Regions from separate parts of the Mus musculus genome. Here regions 1 and 3 are each linked to region 2. Evidence: chromatin contacts called from public ChIA-PET data. All regions are on one chromosome and are shown on one strand. The core of a region is the stretch at or near the end of the contact, and the rest is flanking DNA. Distances in the headings are between cores, read along the strand shown.

What was found. ChIA-PET counts read pairs in DNA pulled down with a chosen protein or histone mark.
Region 1: a contact with region 2 is called in an RNA polymerase II ChIA-PET map of effector CD8 T cells, with 9 read pairs. The contact joins two enhancer-like sites. A contact is called at or near these places in 3 of 115 datasets of contacts at active chromatin or transcription factors (effector CD8 T cells, pancreatic cancer cells and thymic regulatory T cells).
Region 3: a contact with region 2 is called in an RNA polymerase II ChIA-PET map of effector CD8 T cells, with 8 read pairs. The contact joins two enhancer-like sites. A contact is called at or near these places in 3 of 115 datasets of contacts at active chromatin or transcription factors (effector CD8 T cells, embryonic stem cells and memory CD8 T cells).

The regions. Positions count from the first base shown.
Region 1 is chr5:107,685,408-107,689,987 of GRCm38.p6, forward strand. No RefSeq gene overlaps it. Among named protein-coding and RNA genes, the nearest start is that of 4930428O21Rik, 16 kb to the right of the region's middle. RefSeq lists an enhancer at 1,355-3,582. Within about 2 kb of position 2,729, at least 218 of the 459 cell types and tissues checked have an H3K27ac peak or open chromatin away from gene starts, as enhancers often do. A contact at or near this core is called in effector CD8 T cells and thymic regulatory T cells, where this site is marked.
Region 2 is chr5:107,959,433-107,964,065 of GRCm38.p6, forward strand. The region is part of intron 1 of Dipk1a (divergent protein kinase domain 1A); the gene reads right to left. Among named protein-coding and RNA genes, the nearest start is that of Dipk1a, 25 kb to the right of the region's middle. Within about 2 kb of position 1,684, at least 156 of the 459 cell types and tissues checked have an H3K27ac peak or open chromatin away from gene starts, as enhancers often do. A contact at or near this core is called in effector CD8 T cells, memory CD8 T cells and thymic regulatory T cells, where this site is marked.
Region 3 is chr5:107,648,308-107,652,966 of GRCm38.p6, forward strand. The region is part of intron 11 of Rpap2 (RNA polymerase II associated protein 2); the gene reads left to right. Among named protein-coding and RNA genes, the nearest start is that of A930041C12Rik, 17 kb to the left of the region's middle. Within about 2 kb of position 2,289, at least 39 of the 459 cell types and tissues checked have an H3K27ac peak or open chromatin away from gene starts, as enhancers often do. A contact at or near this core is called in effector CD8 T cells and memory CD8 T cells, where this site is marked.

The DNA of each region.
Region 1 (4,580 bases), core at 1,479-3,978, 270 kb before region 2:
TCTATAAAACATGTGTTTACACTTCTCTGATGTGTGTATGTGTGTGTTGTGTCTGCAATGTGTACATTGCTTTGTTCACCCATAGGGCACTTGTGGAGGAAGCTACAAGCTGTCTTTCTCAATTGCTCCTCCTCCTGCTTTTGTAGACAGGTCTCTCTCTCTCTCAACTTGGAGCTTCTTGTTTCAACTGGGTTGGCTAGTGTCTTAGCTAGGTTTTACTGCTGTGAACAGACACCATGACCAAGGCAACTCTTTTTTTAAATTAGGTATTTTCCTCATTTACATTTCCAATGCTATCCCAAAAGTCCCCCATACCCTTCCCCCCACTCCCCTACCCACCCATTCCCACTTTTTGGCCCTGGCGTTCCCCTGTACTGAGGCATATAAAGTTTGCAAGTCCAATGGGCCTCTCTCTGCAGTGATGGCCGACTAAGCCATCTTTTGATACATATGCAGCTAGAGTCAAGAGCTCTGGGGTACTGGTTAGTTCATAATGTTGTTCCACCTATAGGGTTGCAGATCCCTTTAGCTCCTTGGGTACTTTCTCTAGCTCCTCCATTGGGGGCCCTGTGATCCATCCAATAGCTGACTGTGAGCATCCACTTCTGTGTTTGCTAGGCCCCGGCATAGTCTCACAAGAGACAGCTATATCTGGGTCCTTTCAGCAAAATCTTGCTAGTATATGCAATGGTGTCAGCGTTTGGAGGCTGATTATGGGATGGATCCCTGGATATGGCAGTCTCTAGATGGTCCATCAACCAAGGCAACTCTTATAAGGACAACATTTAATTGGGGCTGGCTTACAGGTTCAGAGGTTCTGTCCACAATCATCAAGGCGGGAACATGGCAGCATCCAGGCAGGCATGGTGCAGGAGGAACTGAGAGTTCTACATCTTCATCTGAAGGCTGCAAGGAGAAGACTGGCTTCCAGGCAGCTAGGATGAGGGTCTTAAAGCCCACGCCCACAGTGACACATTCCAACAAGGCTACACCTACTTCAACAGGGCCACACCTCCTTAATAGTGCCACTCCCTGGGCCAAGAATATTCAAACCATGACAGCTAGACACCAAGCCCCCAGGATCTGCTTGTCTTTGCCCCCAGAACTGGGATTACAGAACTATGACACTACACCTGGTCTTTAATATGGGTACTGGCAAACTAAACTCCAGGATCCATGTTTATACGGCAAGTTCTCTTCTAACTGAGCCATCTCCCTAAGCTCCCCCAAGTTTCTTACTAAAAATATTCATGACTCTTACATAAAAAACAAAACAAACAAACAAACAAAAAACTTAAAAGAGGTTGATGATGAGATTGGGAGAAATTATTAGCCTTGAGGAAAATATGGCCAGAGCGCTGAGGAAGAATTCAGCTTAGGGAGGGAAAGGACACCCTGAAAATATAAAGAAGTGGGGGGATCTGGAGATGAAGGTCCCAGGTGAGGATGGTGGAAATGGGAACTGGTCACCAGCACAAACCACAGCAGGAAGAGCTGGAAAGGTTTCCAGCAGCTGCTGTGGGGATTCAGGAAGTCAATTAGCAGTAAGAGAAGACAGCAGAGGGGGCTCCAAGGGAGGACCCAGCTACCACGAGGAGTAGGATCTGATCCTGCTGCCAGTAAATGTTTTAGCTGCAGCCAAAAAAGATCTATATGGCCTAGCTAGATCCATCCACTCTGCACAGGTTTAAGGCAAAGCCTGGAGTCTGGATGCCTGGGATTCAATCTGATTTCTAATTTCAGGAGAACTTGTAAAGGTTTTATTTATTGACTTTTGCTAACACTTTTCAAGAATACCCTTCCCTAGGTGGGTGTAGTAGGCACATCGTTAATATTTTACAGGAGCCACGATGAACAAAATGTGAGCATTTAAAATAAGGATGCATCTGACTCTACAGCTGTACAACCCTAATATCATCCATCACACCGTAGTCCCGCCCTCCAACTCAGTGGGGGAGGAAACAAATTAAAGCAACAGATTACAAGCATATCACTGCAGGGCTGAGTGTTTAACATGCTACCACATATTTGGTTTCTGTTCTTTTAAATGCTCACTTGAACTATATGTCCAAAGAATTGTAGGTCTCGAGTAGGCCAAACCAAGGGTTGGAGGTTTCCCATCATGGTCTCCACATGGGCTCCTTTGTTTACACCTAAGCTATCCTGCCACAATAAAGAAATGTATATCTAATATATCCTTGACCTAATCCACCTTTTCCTAGCACCAAAGCCCACTTTGTAACTCTTCCTAAAATGTGCCCACGTGTGTAGGAAAATCCTGACACAATGGAATCTCTTCCCAGGAGGAAGTCTCAGAGGGTACTTCAGACAAACCTGGCCCCTCAAACCAAACCTGTCCCAGGTTCTCCGAAGCCTCCTTACCCTTCCTCCTGACTCCACACGTGACCACGTGTACTTGCCTAGCAGAGGTTGGGGGGGGGGGAGAACAGAAACAATATCTGCTAAAAATAAAACTGAAAATAAACAAAAGTGCAAGCACGAGCTTTACAGGATGGCAACGGGGCATCACGCGCGCCTCACCTCGAAACCAGCCTCGCGGAAGCTGAAGTCCAGCCATGCGCTGCACACACGAAGCTACGAGCGGGCCGCGCTGGGGCTCATGGGGGAAGTGGGCGGGGCGTGGGAGAAGGGGCGGGGCGCTGCAGCAGCTGCGCCGGCCTTGAGTGGAAGCTGGGGACCCGCCCCGCTTCACGCCCGCCTACTTTGCAGCCATCGACCCTGCAAATATTTACCTTGGGATCCGAGAGACTGAAAATATCTAGCCGGAGCCAGATGCGTCGCGTGTCTGTCCCTGAAATATTAGCCAAAGGAGTGATTTAACAAAATCAAATGGCGGGTGGGGCGCCTGCCTGGCGGAGCTGTTGACTTTGCGCCAGCTCTGGTGGAGCAGCCGGTGCTGCGAGTGATTCCGGAGAATGCCAACAGCTGGGAAGCAGGCCAGACCGCGGAGGCAAAGGGTCTGTTTTGGTTTGGGGCGGATCGTTTTACATAAATCAGAGATGTGGATATACACCTTCCTTAGAGGCTCTTAGAAATGCTCTCAAAACAGCCCTGGGGCAGTACACCCGGAGGTGGTTTTGTCTTTCTTGGCTAAAGAAAGAACACTTGCGAACTGACAAGTCTGAGAAATCCAAGTGGGAGCGATGCTCAGGTCCCTTCTGAAAGCCAGCTGCTGGGCTGTCCTGCCAGCGCACTGGCTAGCAGGGTTCACTAGCTCCGTTTACAGTGGACAACCTGCGAGTGAGGGCCATGAGACTCACTACCTTCCAGGGCTGCTTTGTGACAGTGAGTGAGCTTCTCACGGATCGGTTAGTGCCATGGTAGTGTTGAAACAAGCTGTTTGTGAGGGAAGACTTCAAATGCAACTCCACAAACCTTTAGCGAAGAATCCAAAGGGGATCATTTGATGACATCTTCGAACATAAAGAAAATACAAGGCATGAGCAAGAACAAATAACTCCTCCCTGTAAAAATAAATAAATAAAAGATATATCAGGGGTGTGGCCTCAGTGGATGGCGCTACCCTGACACAGGCAGAAACACACTCACAGGAGGCAAGCTGAGCTCCACTCCAGAGAATTCCCCAATCCTAGTTAGTGGTCTTCAGAAAATCGTAATCTGTGTCTAGTCCTCTCCTGTTTAATGGTAAAATTGAAAGCTGACGATTTTATTCGTTAGTGTTAGGGATAAAACCAGGTTCTAGTGCATATCAAATAACCATAAACTCTGACACTGAACTACAAATTCCTCAGCTCCTGGTTGGTTTATTGGGTTTTTCGTTGATGCTTTTTACATTTTAAAAACACTTAGTTATTGTGTATGTATGCATATCAGAAGACAACTTTTAGGAGTCCGTTTTCTCCTTCCGCATTGTGGTTCTGGGAATCAAACTCAGGTCCTTAGGATGAGGAGCAAGCAATGCTGAACCATCTGGCTGACCCCTGTTCGTCTCCTCCCGACCCTTGCTTCTCTGTGTTAACATAAGCCCTGTAATATGAAAACTAGAGTTACCAAAATGGTAACTCCAGCTTCTAAGTCACTTGCTATAAAAATCGCCTATTAGCTCCTGCCTCGCCTTTTCAGCACACAGCCTGTGCAAGACGGCCTCTATTCTGAGGCCACTGGCAACCTCTCACCTGGAATTCCAGGCTCCTGTTAGCTGATCAGCTTTCCAGAAGCCCAAGCAAGAGGCAAAGGAGTTTGAGGTCTATGCCCATCTCCACTCCTAGGAAGCTGGGAAGGCTTCCTTTCCCTGGGTCTGTAGAATGAGGTTCTTGGTATGATGGGGTCTTTATAGCTGGATATTCTTTTTTTTTCAAGATTTATTTATTATTAAATGTAAGTACACTATAGCTGTCTTCAGACACTCCAGAAGAGGGTGTCAGATCTCATTACGGATGATTGTGAGCCACCATGTGGTTGCTGGGATTTGAACTCAAGACCTTCAGAAGAGCAGTCAGTGCTCTTAACCACTGAGCCATTTCTCAAGTCCCATAGCTGGTTATTCTTAATATCTAACTGTACCCTTTCTCTTCTTGTAACACAAGAATACCAATGCC
Region 2 (4,633 bases), core at 434-2,933:
CATGGTGGAAGGAAAGAACTCCCAGATGTCAGTCTCTGACCACCATATGTGTACTGTGGTATGACTGCTGCACACATACATAGAATAAATAAATATTAAAAAATTTAAGACATGAAGGGATCTTAAGTCATATTACTCTGACTGGGGGCAGGGTGGACTGGTGGCAGAGTGATTATCTATCTTTCATGAGGACCTCAGCACAGGGAAAAAATAATTTAATGCATATTATTATGTAAAAAGCCAACCTGAACAGGCGGGCTACATACTGTGCTAGTCTAACAGCAGGATATCTAGAACAGCAGAAATGTGGAGGCGATAAAGAGATAGCCAGACAACGTGGGTGAGCGGAAGGAGATAAGTGGCCTGATGTCAATGCAGGCTGACTGACCTGATGGACTGTAACCACTACTGTGCTGCATGCTGACAGTGAGAAAGACTGAATCTGTGGGGATACAGAGTAACAGACCCTGCAGTTTACTCGGTTCTATTAAATCTTAAACTGCTGCCAAAAAAAAAAAAAATTTTTTTAATTTAGAGGTAAGGGCTGGAGAGATGGCCCAGCTTTAAAAGCCTTAACTGCTCTTTCAGAGGCCTAGGTTCAATTCCCAGCACCTCTGTCAGACAGCCCACAATTTTCTATAACGCCTGCCAGTCTCACAGATCCAGCACTCCTCTGGCCTCCATCACCACCTGTACGTGTGTAGGGGACACACACACACAAATACAGATCTTTCTCAAAAAATTAAAAGCGCAGGAGAGATGGCTTGGAGCTAAAGAGCACTGGCTGCTCTTGAAAAAGGACTTTGTAAAAATTCTGTCCCAGCACCACTATGTGGCTCACAACCATCTATGACCCCAGCTATAGGGATCCAACACCCTTTTCTGGCCTCCATGGTTAATGCAGACACACATAGATTCAGGCAAAACACTTCTATGCACAAAATAAAAATAAATAAATCTTTAAAGACATACAGCTCAGCAAGCCAAAAAAAGACAAAAAACAAAACCAAAAAAAAGGAGAAAATAATAAAGACAGAAACGAATAACACAGAAAACAACCTAAAATATCCAGGTACGGCGACACATTTCTGTAATCCCAAAAATCCCAAAAATTGTAGGGCCAGAAGGATTAGGAATTCTAGGCCATCCGTGGCCAGATAGTAAGCTGGAATCCAATTTAGGATAGGGAAGGGACCAAAATTAAAGATGGACAAAAACCTATGCTTTGTTCCTTTAAAAATTCCAAGAACAAATGGAAAGTATGAGTAATTTCTTTACCTAAGAACTCTGGAGACAAGCATGGTCAATGTATTAGTTACCTTTCTGTTGGTGTGATAAAACACCATGATCAAAGCAATTGATAGAAGTTTATTTGGGCTTATGGCTCCACAGGGATATGAGTCACCACGGTGGGGAGACATGGCAGCAGGCGGCGGGCAAGGGGGCAGGAGCAGGAAGCTGACGGAGCACATCTCGACTACAAGCAAGAAACAGAAAGTGGACTAGAACAGAGCAACACTACACACTCTCAAAGGCGGTGCCAGTGACAAACTTCCTGCAGCAAGGGGGCACTTCTTAAACTTCCCTAGACAGCATCCCAGCTAGGGATGGGGACTATGTGATCCAATGCCTGAGCCTAGTCAGCAATATACAAAGCTATAGCAAAGCCACGTGCTGTTAGGACTGAAAACTGCCCGCGGAGCGGAGCCTGGCGGTGTGGAGATAACCTCAGCATAACCCCAGCGTGCTTAAGCAGAATGCGGTGAAGTAGAACCAACTTTCAAATGGAAAAGGTCCTGGGGAGGGTAGCAATAATGTTGATATTATACACCTTCAGAAGCTACATCTTACTCACTTTTACCTTTTCACAGCAACTTACACTTAGATGCTTACAATGTTTGCTTAATTAACTTTAGATGTTTGACAATAATGAGAATAAAAAAGTTGTAAGATTCCTAAATAAATGAATGAATGAACATAGCCTGGTAAAACTGTTATTTTAGATGTGAGTGTGGAAGCTTTGAAAGGAACTCGAGGACAGAGAAACTAGTGAGGGAGCTATTGCAGCAACACAGACTGTAGGATGTGGCAATGCGCTGTAGGCAAAGTTTTAGTTTGTATAAGTGCATATGCATAGTTCAAACGCATTTCAGCGTGAGATTTCTCAGCCCTTCTTTCCACCTCAGCTCCCCTCCCCCTCAGAGTGTCTTGAGACACAGGTAGTTATGGAACAAATAAGCACCCTGCGTTCCTCTTCTTTTCCACCAAACCATTCGCCACACCACAAAATTAAACAGCCGTCTCTAGGGAAACCCATTTGCCAAGAGAGTTTCTGGCAAAAATAAATTCTGGCTTTCCTCCAGCATGCTATGTGCGGACAACGGCGGCTGTTGGAAATTGATCGCTGGCTGACTGTGGTTCCTTAGCAGTGTCAAGATGAAGGATATCAGGTGCAGACGGCCTCATGCCCAAAGACTTCTGACAACGAACTTGCCCTGCCTAACTTCTCACACTCAGCACTAATGAGGATTATTTACTGAAGAGAGGGCATAACTCTGTCCTGTTCCTGTATGCTACTGGCAAGCAAACTAAAGCAGAAAGCCCAGGTCATTTACCCCCAATCACACAGATGCCTGGTGTCAGCTCAGTAACTGCTAAACCTGTCTACCAAGCAGTACTGCCTGCCAAATGGTGAAGCAGAGAGATCAGCTAGCACACCAAGTACACTTGTCCCATCCATGGCAAGACCACGATGAGGAGACGAGCCAATAGCATGGGGCACTGTGGCTCCGTGACAGAAAACAAGGGCTGGACCTATAATATCTCTCTACTGTCAAACTCAAGTCTGCCATCAGAAGACTCAAGGTACTGAAAGACCAGTAAAAGTGCTTCCATCTGAGACTTGCCTAGCCTGCAATGGATGGGTTAATTTATGTAGCCAAAAAGAAAATAATGTTCACGTCTTTAATAAACACTTTTCATCTTAGTTATCTCAAAGGCTTGAACCATAGACTCTTCCCTATTCCGTATAACCTTTGTAAGACCTTGTATGGCCAGTTTTTGTTTGGCTTTGGGTTTTGTTTCAGACAGAATTTCACTCAAGCTAGCCTGGGATTCACTCTGTTGCCCTGGCTGAATGTGAACTGTGGCAACTCTGTCTCAGCTTTTTCAGTGCTGGAATTACAGGTATGAAACAACATGCCTGGCTCATGCTAGTCTTATTTTACCTAGTGGTGGTGATGGCAGTTGTGTATGTGTATGTGTGCGCATAATGTGTGTGCTGGGACATGCATGCCACAGGCACAGGAAGGTCCGGGGAGGACAATCTTGTGGAGCTGCTTATCTTCTTCCACCTTTACATTGGTCCTGGGGATTAAGCTTGAGGTTGCTGGTGTGGCTTAGCAAGTGCCTTTACCTGCTCATCCATCTCAGTTGACCCTCATAATAGCTTTCAAACAGATTGTGTGTTAGGATTATGAGTTCACAGCCTTCCTAGGCTATATAGTAGGACTGTATCTGAAAATACTCGAATAAATAAATAATTATGTACTTTAAGTTCTAGAGTCACAAAAAAAAAATAGAACTGGTTTAAAATCTACTAAGCAATAGTAGAGAATGCCTTTGATCCCAGCACTCTGGAAACAGAGGCAAGCAGATCTCTGAGTTCAATGCCAGCCTGGTCTATTGAGCAAGTTCCAGGACAGCCAGGGCTACACAAAGAAACCCTGTCTTAAAACAAACAAACAAAAATACAATGACAAAGAAAAATCTTCATTTGTAAACTCTGGGTGATTCTTTTTTTAAAAAAAAATTATTTTATGTGAGTATACTACCTTCAGACACACCAGAAGAGGTCATTGGCTCTCATTACAGATGGTTGTGAGCCACCGTGTGGTTGCTGGGATTTGAACTCAGGACCTTTTGGAAGAGCAGTCAGTGCTCTTAACCGCTGAGCCATCTCTATAGCCCTGGATAACTCTTTAAAACTTGTGGTCTAATAAATTTAAGAGGAGGGACATGGGAATCAAAGCCACTGACTGAGCCGATTATGGTTGGATATGAAGTGTTACCCACAAGATCTTATGTTGAATGAAGCCTTGCTCTCCTGCATGTGTCACAATTTAGGGTTAGTGCTAGAAGCTTTGGGAGGTGAGGCACAGTTATAAGTAGGGAGGGAATTCTTGGAGCCTATGTCTGGTCCTTGTTTCCTGTACCCATCTCTCTTTTCCTGACCACCATGGGATGATCAGTTTTGCTCCTTATACCTTATATCTATCTCACCAAGGCCCAGAAATAATGGAGCTGCCGATCGTGGATGGAGAGCTCTGAAACCATGAACTAAAACGCATCTTTTCTTGTTCTGAACTGCTTACTTAGTTTAGCTGTTAGTCACAACAGGGATGAAAAACTGGCTAGTACAGATTAAAAACTTACGAAACTGACCAGCTATGTAATTTGAGCTCATTTCCTCCTCACCAAAACAATAAGTAAATGGAACTAGAACCATAAAAATTAATACCATTATTTAAAATTTTATTCCAGACAACTCAAGGATAAGATCTTTACCTTATTCCCATCATCCTGTAGCCTTGCTCCATATCTGATCAGGAAATACCATCTCTATTATTTAAAA
Region 3 (4,659 bases), core at 1,039-3,538, 310 kb before region 2:
AGTCCATAAAGGAGTCAATTCCGATGCAATCGAATTAGAGTCTATTCAAGCACTAGTTTAGGCCACACCACTGTCTCTAACGGAGGAGAACTGGGGGGACATCCTTAAATTTTAGTTTCAGGCAAGCATTTATAGAGACAAGAAGGGGGTATCTAGCCTGGTACACATCTGATTGGGGGGCCATTGTGGCCTTTAACATAATTGGCTTAACCTATGTTTTTTTCCTGATTAGTGGTGGTTAGGAAGTGAAGTGTCAGAGGCAGGCTTTTAACCTGGGGGTGTAGATTTGTTGAGGAATGATCTGGAAACTGGTGCTAGACGCAGGTCTTGTTGGGGTCCCCCAACCTGGGAAATGGTGCTAGGTACTGGCCTGTTAATTAACTTGAGTTCAATCTTAGGTCAGGTTATCTAAGATGGAGTTTGAACCCAAAAGATTTGGTCTCAGTAAGGTTGACTGAGCTGTGTGTGACAGGCTGGCTTAGGCTGTGGCACACAGTAGAAGGGTGTGTTAGCATCACTTCATTAGCACATTTACTTTGTAATGGCAGACCCCATGCTTTATTTGAAGAGCATACACAAATGGCCTTTGAAAATCATGAGACCTGCTCGGTTCTTAAAATGAATCAGATGTGTGAGCTGCTGTGGTCTCGTGGTTAGAAGTGCAGACTGTGGGGATGCTTCTGGGGTTATCTGCTCGTCTGTTCCCCACTTACATGACCTTAAGAGAGTCGCTTGGGCCTCATCTTGGAGTTGACACCTGCTGCAACTTCACAGAAAGACCAACAAGTTAGTCTCATTTTAAAAAGAATCTTTTTAGAAAGTCGTAAATCACTGACTTGTGTTTGGGACCGGCTGGGGTCTGCAAGAGAATGGTACATTTCTACAGCCCACTGTGAAGTGGCTGAATGACACTCGGCTCTAACCTCTCTGTGTTTGTTTCCTTGTCGGGTCAGCAAAAGTAGCGTGCAGCAGTTGCCACAGCACATGGCCTAACCTGTGTTATCTTATAGAAAGGAGGAGGCTCTGCAGCATGGTGACTTTCTGGACTTTTAGCCCAGCTGATTGTTGTTTTCTTGTGGGGAGGAAGTCTGATCCACAGGCTAGACAAATGTTTGTGGGCTCCCTCCCTGTTAGCATTAGACTTTCTGTCTCTGTTCAAGAAGCAACACAGTAAAGGGAGTTGAAGGTGCAGGCCAGTGGCACACTTGTAACCCCAGTACTCAGGAGGCAGAGGCAGGCAGATCTCTGAGTTCCAGACCAGCCTGGGCTACATAGAGACTGACCCTGTCTCAAGAAGGAAAAAGAAAAGAAAAAAAAAGTAAGTTTATGTTAAATATGAAACCTAAAATTTGAAATTCCAACTATTTATATTCTGAAGAGCCCTAAATATACAGGCAGGATTCCTTCTGAAAAACATATACCTGATTTCTTTTTCATTTCTGAGGAAGATGTTTTGCATAACATCTGGGGTTTCTGTGAGCCCTCGGCTTTCTGAAGACATGGCATCTTGAGCTTCTGTGTTCTGGGTCACAGGGAGCCAGTGTTTTGTTTCTTTGAGTGTGAGTATAGGGTGATAAGGACAGATATTCCGGTTAGTCCTCTGTCATTTAGTTCTGGAGAGAAGGGTAGATCCTGGCTCAGTTTTTAGAACAAGATAGTCTGGTGCTGAGTCACATTTGAGAACTCTAACTTCTTTAGAGTGCCACAGTTAAACTTGCTTTAGATTTTTACCAGCACCATTCTTAGTGAAGCACTTCAGCCAAGCATCATGCCTGTAACCCAGCATTCACGAGGCCAAGGCAGGAGACTGAGCTTTGTAGTGAGACCCTATCTCATTTTAAATGTAGGTAAACCTATGAAACCTAAGACTTTCTTTGCTTTCATTTGAGTCTGTTCCCATAGACTGTCAGGTATTGTACTTGTTATTTAGGACTTAAAAATAGGGTCTTATCCTGAACCCAGGCTAGCTTAGAACTTGTGGTAGTCCTCATACCCCAGCCTCAAAAATGCTGGGATCACAGATGTGAGCCTCCACTTCAGGCTTCATGTATCTATTTACATTGCTGGCATGATAAGCACAGAATATATAAACATAGTCTGTCTTTATTTTAGGCAGAAAATTCCCTCATACCCCCTCCTTCCTAGCTCTAAGAGAAGATAGGAGGGGCAAGGGATATAGTCACTGTATCTTCATGGCCTTTGTGCCTGGTGAGCAACAGAGTGGATTCCCACCCTGCAGCAGAACTCTGTATGAACCCAGTAATTTCTCAAATCTGATAGGTTAAAGTGTGGCTTTTTGTTTCCTGTCCTTCCTCCACCCATAACCATACTGTGCTTTCTGGTGACATTTACTCTCACAGACCTTGTCACAGCTCTTTCTTCACTTAGATCACTTGTACGTGAGGGAGATGGTTGTCCAGTACCATTTGCAACAGCCCACCTGCTCTCAGAAAACTCCCTAGGAGACAGTGCTCCTGCTTCAGTGTTGAGGGTGGAGTTCTGGGATATCACTGATGCAGGTGCCCTAGATGTTTAAGAAGTGATCATTCAGACCACCGTGATCTACAGTGTTCTAGGAGTTTCCAAGTGGAGGCCCTGGTGCTTTAATGTGGTGCCATGACTGCCGCGGTAGGAATCGGAAAGGAGGAGAGCACTGAAAATCCTAGCCTGCTACTGACTTTCACTGCCGTACAGATGGATAACACAGCATTGAATCTGCTATTTAATTCTAATTGTTCAATAAACCAAAACTTGGACTCTTTATGTGGCTCTCTGTCTGGGGACAGGATGCAAACCCAGACCGCTGGGTCTTCTGAGTCTCAGTGAGCCATTTTCACAGCTCCGAGTCCTTGACTCTAATGTTCTATCAAAGATCCCTCAGTAGTCATGCCCATACTTTGAAGCTCTTCCTAGCACTGCACATAGTTCCTGTTAAGCAGGTGTTAGAACAACAAATGGCCTGTCCTAACCTGACGTGTTCTCTCCGTTTGATGTGTAACATATGTGGAGCAGTGGGCTAAAGGGCGTGTCAGGGGGATGCTGTCTGACACTTGGCTTTGCTTTGTTGTTTGCCACACAGTAAAGAACCAGCTTCAGATGTCCCTGTGTTTTCCCTGGAGTCTCCCTGAGAAGTCTCTTCCTGCTTTTGATTTTATAGGTTAATGAGTTTGCAGTACCTGTTTTCTTCGAAGTGTCACCTGCAGTCCTGCTACTGTCCCCTCTGCCCTCACAGACTTTATGTATTAACTTTTAAAACATTCACTGCTATCCACATTCTCTACCAGTGACTTTAAAGATAGAAAACACATTGTCAAATATCAACTCTGATGTGTTGCTATATCTTAAGAAGTTTTTCAGTTCATTGTTTTCTTTGGTATCCACTATTAGAAGTTTGAAGGTTAAAATAGTTACTTCAGTTCTTTCAATGCGTGATGGGTTTTTTTTTTAATTTTTTATTAGGTATTTTCTTCATTTACATTTCAAATGCTATCCCAAAAGTCCCCCATACCCTTCCCCCCCACCACTCCCCTACCCACTCACTCCCACTTCTTGGCCCTGGGCGTTCCCCTGTACTGGGGCATATAAAGTTTGCAAGACCAAGGGGCCTCTTCCCAATGATGGCCGACTAGGCCATCTTCTGATACATATGCAGCTAGAGACACAAGCTTTGGGGGTACTGGTTAGTTCATATTGTTGTTCTACCTATAGGGTTGCAGACCATGATGGGTTATTTTTAATGAAAAAGATTGAACAGGATAATTTAAACTGAGGGTAGAGCACATACCTGTATTCTTGGGAAGCTGAGGCAGAAAGATCACTTGAGTCCTGGAATCAGAATTAGTCTGGGCAACGTAGCCTATGTCAAAAAGGAGAGAAAATATATACATGGGCCTAGAAAGTCGGTTTAACAAAAGTGGGGTAAGCACTTGATAAGATCCTGCAGGTGTACTTCACAGATAACTTAGAAGTGCTTCCTCTTTGTTCATTCCCTAGTTCAGTCTTTGGGTTTGTTGTAGTTTTGAAGTAGTGACTTTAGACAGTCTCTGTATTCTGAGGCGCTCTGTTTCACTGTGTCCAGAAGCTCAATGGCAGCACAAACGAAGCAGGGGTTGAAATAGGAGTAGATCCATGGCACCAGATGGATGACCATGAAAGGAAGGTAAAGCCAGGCCATGGTGGCATACAACAGGAATCACTGCAAAGGCAGGTAGATCTCTGAGTTCAAGGCCAGCTAGGTCTACAGAGTGAGTTCTGGGACAGCCAGGGCTACACAGAGAAACCATGTCTTGAAAATCAAAAAAGAATGAGATGGGGTGGAGGAGAGGAAAAGAAGGATAAAGAAACAAGAAAAGGAAAACTCTTAAAGAGATTCAGTTATATATGAGGAATGGTGTTTATAAAGTATAAGATTTGTTTACCCTTACAGTATGCCACACATGGAAATGCCATGTGTCTATCCCAGGAGTCAAAAAGGTATCTTGTGGGGAAAAAAAAAGACAAAATCACTACATTAAAACAGAGTCTAAGAGCTGGGCATAGTGGTGCATGCCTTTAATCCCAGAAACAGATGCAAGAGAATCACTTAAGCCTGGGAGTTTGGGTCTAGCCTGAGTAACATAGTTGGTTCATGGTTATTATTCTTTTTGGAGCCAGTTGGTT